Regions from separate parts of the Macaca mulatta genome. Here region 2 is linked to region 1. A link is a contact called in public Hi-C data. All regions are on one chromosome and are shown on one strand. Each heading gives the region's core, a stretch centred on a gene start, on an enhancer-like site or on the middle of the called end of the contact. The rest is flanking DNA. Distances are from core to core; before and after follow the strand shown.

What was found. Hi-C and Micro-C count contacts between places; a contact is called where the count stands out from the background.
Region 2: a Hi-C map of fetal cortex germinal zone shows a contact between it and region 1, with 5 times the contacts expected there. The contact joins the promoter of NPR1 here to the promoter of RPS27 in region 1. A contact is called at or near these places in 3 of 14 Hi-C or Micro-C datasets (cortical neurons, fetal cortex germinal zone and fetal cortical plate).

Annotation. Positions count from the first base shown.
Region 1 is chr1:113,046,220-113,049,084 of T2T-MMU8v2.0, forward strand. It overlaps RPS27 (ribosomal protein S27), which reads right to left and starts at 1,370. Exons shown (of 5, transcript XM_077946537.1): 1 at 1,330-1,370; 2 at 1,098-1,218; 3 at 909-1,017; 4 at 455-565; 5 at 1-55. The coding sequence starts at 927. The coding sequence ends at 27.
Region 2 is chr1:113,361,199-113,364,063 of T2T-MMU8v2.0, forward strand. It overlaps NPR1 (natriuretic peptide receptor 1), which reads right to left and starts at 1,433. Exons shown (of 24, transcript XM_077945580.1): 1 at 1,094-1,433; 2 at 936-991; 3 at 1-387. The coding sequence starts at 293.

The DNA.
Region 1 (2,865 bases), core at 120-2,619:
CCCACTCATCTTGATTCAGAGTGCCTTTAGTGCTGCTTCCTCCTAAAGGAACATCCTGGAGGAAAAAGATTCAGAGATTAGCTGACATCAGTCCAGGTATTCTGCCCACCTCTCCCACAAAAGAAGCAGATGCATGATGATCCACCACATCTTTTATTTTTCTCAACTCTTAGCTACCTACTCATTTATATATCACTTTGGTCACTTCATATCAACTTGAGCCCTTTTATCACCCATTGATCCCCGCTTTAGACAGTAGTGCTTTGAGATTAACACGTAGTTTTTGGTAGTATCTACTTGAAAAAAAAAAAATTTATAAATCCAACACTTCCTGTCTAAAAATTTACATTAGACATGGTCTCTGTCACTGTAAGACTGAAAGATCCTGAGAGATGTTTCCATTTCTAGAAAACAAACTCAAAGCCCCAAATCACAACATTAGTACACCATTTACCTTCTGTAAGCCTTGCTTTTCCTCCTGTAGGCTGGCAGAGGACAGTGGAGCAGCCAACACACAAAACTACCGTTTGTGCATGGCTAAAGACCGTGGTGATTTTATAGCATCCTGAAAGAAAAACAGGTAACATTTTTTTCCTCGATTACATCCATATCTTTCCTGCACATATGCCCAACTCATCATCCATTACATTGTTTCCCAACACAAAAAAAGTAGGGATTGTATGTGAAATGTGATGGGACATCACGCTGAAATGAATCACTTCTCCTAAGATGCAAAACTCTGCGAGTCTCATACATTCGAATTTTAAGAGTATCAGGGAAAATATTTTCCACAGGTGAAGAAACTGAAGCTGCTGGACAGCTTCAAGGATATGAGACAGCTCACACTACAACATTTTCCAACTGTTACTGCCCAGTGCTTTCCCCACTACAGCAAGCCGTCTCCTCACCTGGGCATTTCACATCCATGAAGTAGGAATTGGGGCTCTGCACCAGGCGTTTCTTCTTGTGTTTCCTCTTCTCCTCTTCTGGGGAGGGATGAAGGAGATCCTTTGCGAGCTAACAGGGACAGAAATGCAGAGATTTAGAAACCAACGGCGAAAATGGGATGGTCGAAAACAGCCCCCACTGTCACACACCGGGGAGAGCTCGCCCCTCGCTGCCCCTGGTGTCTGCGCAGCTGGGCCGCCATCTTATCTCCTCTCCGCTCCCGTCTATGCGGGTGGCCCGTGGGCCGCTGCGGTCCCTGGAGTTAATGTCCTAAGAAGTGCAGAGGGTAAATGAGAACCCTCTACGATCCGAAATCAGCGTGAGGGGAGCGTGCAGACAGAACAGCGAGATCTCCGCCGAAACCTGGACCAAAGCACTCACAGGCATGTTCTCGTGTGGGTAGGTCGTCACCGCCGGAAAAGAGCGAAAGCGGAAATCCTGCCCCTTATATTGTGCACACTACAGGAAATGACGCAAGGATCTTGTGCCACCATGCTTGGAAGGTCCTACTTTGGTCTGATGCGGTGGAGAGACAAGGGAGCTGCCATTTTCGGAAGGTCTTTAACTGTTAGTTGTGACACATATGCGTCACCATGTTGAAAGGGTTACCTTGCTAATTTGAGGTCAGCGTTTGATCACTATCCAGGGATAAATGGACACTTTTAAAATTTTGTGTCATACTTTGACATTTGGAGCCTAATAGAAAAGGTTAAGGAAAACACCAGGGAGAAGGAGCCATATCCAGGACTTCCGTACTATTTTTTAAATACCTATATTCTTAACTCTTTTTCTATTGGTTTAATTTAACAATTTAGGCCGGGCGCGGTGGCTCATGCGTGTAATCCCAGCACTTTGGGAGGCCAAGGCGGGTGGATCATCTGAGGTCAGCAGTTCGACACCAGCCTGGCCAACATGGTGAAACCCCGTCTCTACTAAAAAAAATGCAAAATTTAGCCAGAGATGGTGGTGCATTCCTGTAATCCCAGATACTTGGGAAGCTGAGGCAGGAGAATCGCTTGAATCAAGGAGGAGGAGATTGCAGTGGACCGAGACGGAGTCATTGCACTCCAGCCTGGGCAGCAAGAGCAAACTCGGTCTCAAAAAAAAAAAAAAAAAAAAGTCAGGTTCCAGTGAAAGCAGGTATACACCAGAATAAGTACAGTTCAGAGAGGTGAGCACGAATAATACATTGCTAAGGACGAAAAGTCCAGATCCAGGCAAAATAAGATAAAAAGAACTGATGGATTTTTATCAGGACAATTCACAAAAATTGAAGAGTAATTTAAAGGACTGGTAAAGCTGAGTATGGTGGCCCACATCTGTAATCCCAGCACTTTGGGAGGCTGAGGTGGGAGTATTGCTTGAAGCTCAGAGTTCAAGACCAGCATGGGCAATATAGTGAGACTTTGTCTTTACAAAATATTGAAACATTAGCCAGGCGTGGTAGCTTGTGTCCGTAGTCCCAGCTATTTGGGAGGATGAGGCAGAAGAATGGTTTGGGCCCAGGAGCTCAAGGCTGCAGTGACCTAGGATAGTGCCACTGTATTCCAGTGTGGGTGACAGAATGACCCTGTCTCTAAAAAACATAAAAATAGACCAGACACAGTGGCTCACGCCTCTAATCCCAGCACTTTGGGAGGCCGAGGTGGGTGGATCCTTTGAGGTCAGAGTTCGAGACCAGCCTGACCAGCATTATGAAACCCCATCTCTACTAAAAATACAAAAAAATTAGCCAGGTGTGGTGTTGGGTACGTGTGATCCCAGCTACTCTGGAGGCTGAGGCAGGAGAATCACCTGAACCTGAGAGAAGTTGCAGTGAGCCAAGATCCTGCCATTGTACTCCAGCCTGGGTGACAGAGCAAGACTCGATCTAAAATTAAATAAATAAATAAATAAACAAACAAACAAACAGGTGAG
Region 2 (2,865 bases), core at 183-2,682, 320 kb after region 1:
GGCGCTGCGGTGTCGGAGCAGACGCCCAGCGCGTTCTCGCTGCTACCCAGCACCGTGCGGACCGTCCAGCCCGGCAGCAAGTCGGGGCGCGCCTTCACCCGGGCCAGGGCCAGCTCCACGGCGGGTCCCACGCGCGCCCACGACCATGGGTACGAGGTATTGGCCAGCGGCAGTACCACGGCTACCGTCAGGTTGCCCGCGTGGCTGCCCCGGAGCAGCAGCAGCAGCGGCGGCAGCAGCAGGAGCAGGAGCAGGCGCAGGCGGGAGCCGGCGGGGCGCCGGGGCCCCGGCATGGTCTCAGCGGGCACCGCAGCGGGCGAGCGCTCCCACCATGGCCTTCTCGGTCCCCACCGGCTCAGCGGCCGGTCCCAGGCATCAGGCGCGTCCCTATGGGAAGGAGCAGGAGCGGGAAGGGGGCGCTCACCCCGGGGCTCGAGGCCCCCTGTAGCTGCGACGGTCTGGGCCGAGAGCGCAAGGGGCGCGACGGAGGGAGGCGCGCAGGGCGCCGCAGAGCAGGTGGGTGCCAGGAGAACGTCGGACCGGAGAGGACCCGAGTGTGAACAACTGGGCGTGTGCGTGCGTGTTAGAGAGAGAGAGTGAGAGAGAGAGAGAAAGGGTGCGAGCGAGCGCTTCGTGAAGAAGGATGGGAGAGGGCGCGCAAGGGAGGAAAGAGGAGTGTGTGTTTGTAGCGTGCGTGTGCGCCTGCCCCAGGGAGTGTGCCAGAAGGGGCGTCCGGCCGGCCCAAGTCTCCAGCTATCCGGAGGGAACCGTGGAGGACCCGAGCCAAGCTCCGAACCCTCCCTCCCAGCCGCTTCCCCTCCCAGACTCAGTGACTGAAGAGCCAATCCTGGATCTTTAACTCCTTCCTCCCCGCCGCACAGCCCGCGCGCTTCCCGGTGGACCATCTTCCCGGGTCTCGGCCGCCCCACGCCTACCTCCTTGGAGGACAGGACCTTCTGAAGGCGCGCCGTCGCCGGAATGGAAAGGAGGGCTGAACGGAGGGTGTGTGTGGAAGCAACCGGGGCCCGCTTGCGCCCCACCTTTTCCCTCACCCCACCTTTTCCCTCACCCCACCTTTTCCCTCGCCCCCTACCTGGTCTTATGGGGGAAGAGTGAAAGGTGTGCTGGTTTGGGATCCTGGCAGGAAACTGTGTGAGTGCGTGGATGTGTGTGTTTGGGAGTGGGGTGACGGGTTTCTGGAAAGTCTGTTAAAGTTGAAGGCGAGCCCAGAGTGCTTGTTACCCAGTCCTTCTATGATCCCCCTCTCTTTCCCTCCGTGCCACCTTCCAGATTGTGCAGATTAGCTGTGAAAAATAATCTGGTGTCAGGGCGGAATTAAATCTTTAGCGCCCAAATTGTAGGAAGATGGGGAGAGTGGGTAGGTGGCTGGGAGGGAAGAAGTTCACACCTCAGGGCCGCCCCAAGAAAATGACTGTTTTGTGTTGAGGGTTGTTAAAATGAAGGCTATGGAAGATGTTGTTGGAAATGACCATTGAAGGCGTTAAGTTGCGGGAGTGGGTTTTGGAGCACTTGACAGCTGGGCCCCCGGTGCAGACTGCTGTGGAATCAGTGTGCCCTCTAATGGTTATCAGGGGTCATTGACGGCATTGCAGCGCCAACCTCTCCAACGCTGCGCCTAAGCAGGACATGTAAGATCACCAAACTTGAGGTCAGCAAATATTTCCAGAGAACCCTTGGTGCGTCAAGCACGCACTAGGTGCCGAGGGCTTAAAGATGAATATATATAGTCCGTGCCTTTGAGGAACTCTATTTGGGACGAATAACCGTAATGCAACATGCATTAAGCACTACACGGGAGACATGGATAAACTGCTAAAGGACTCAGTGAGGGCTATTCATTCTGCTTGGATTGGGGCCAGAAAATCTCCAAAGAGAAATAATTCAAGAGGACAGAAGGATGAGAAAGGTATTCTGTGTAGACAGAGCAGAATTTTGAAGTATATTTCCTATATATGGAATTTTAGGAGACTTGAATATTCTTATTATCTGGAGCAAATTGTGGTCGATAGGCCAACTTGAGATGGTAGGCATGCTTTGGTTTGCATTCTCTCTGTGTATATTGTTTTTAATTCCCCACACTTAAAAATCATAAGATGGGGCCGGGCAAGGTGGTTCAAGCCTTTAATCCCAGCACTTTGGGAGCCAGGGTGGGTGGATCACGAGGTCAGGAGTTCAAGACCAGCCTGGCCAAGATGGTGAAACCCCGTCTCTACTAAAAATACAAAAATTAGCTGGACATGGTGGTGGTCACCTGTAATCTCAGCTACTTGGGAGGCTGAGGTAGAGAATTGCTTGAACCCGGGAGACAGAGGTTGCAGTGAGCCAAGATTGCGCCACTGCACTCCAGCCTAGGCAACAGAACAAGACTCCGTCTCCAAAAAAAAAAAAAAAAAAGTCATAAGATGGCACATAAATATTTGGATTTCTGACTTTTTTTTTTATTCCAAATATGGAGGTCTTTCTATGTTGCCCAGGCTGGTCTTGAACTCCTAGGCTCAAGTGATCCTCTTGCATTGGCCTCCTAATATTCCTGGATAACATGTGTGAGCCACCAGGCCCAACCTGGATTTCTGACTTTTCCTAAAATATTGGAAGAGCTGGCAATATATTGTCCTGCATCCCTCCATGAGCAACCGACCAGAACAAGTATCCATTATCTCCTTGAAATGAGTCTAGTTCATCATGGTTCCTAGGCACCCTGCTTCATTCAGGTGCATTACCTGCCTGGCTGTAGTAGGAGTCTGTGTTTTCAGCCCTGATCTTGGATGTAAGGTGTCTGTATGTAGGATGACTGAGGAAAAGAGGCAGGGCAAAGGGCAATGGAGGGAAGATTATGAAAGCTTT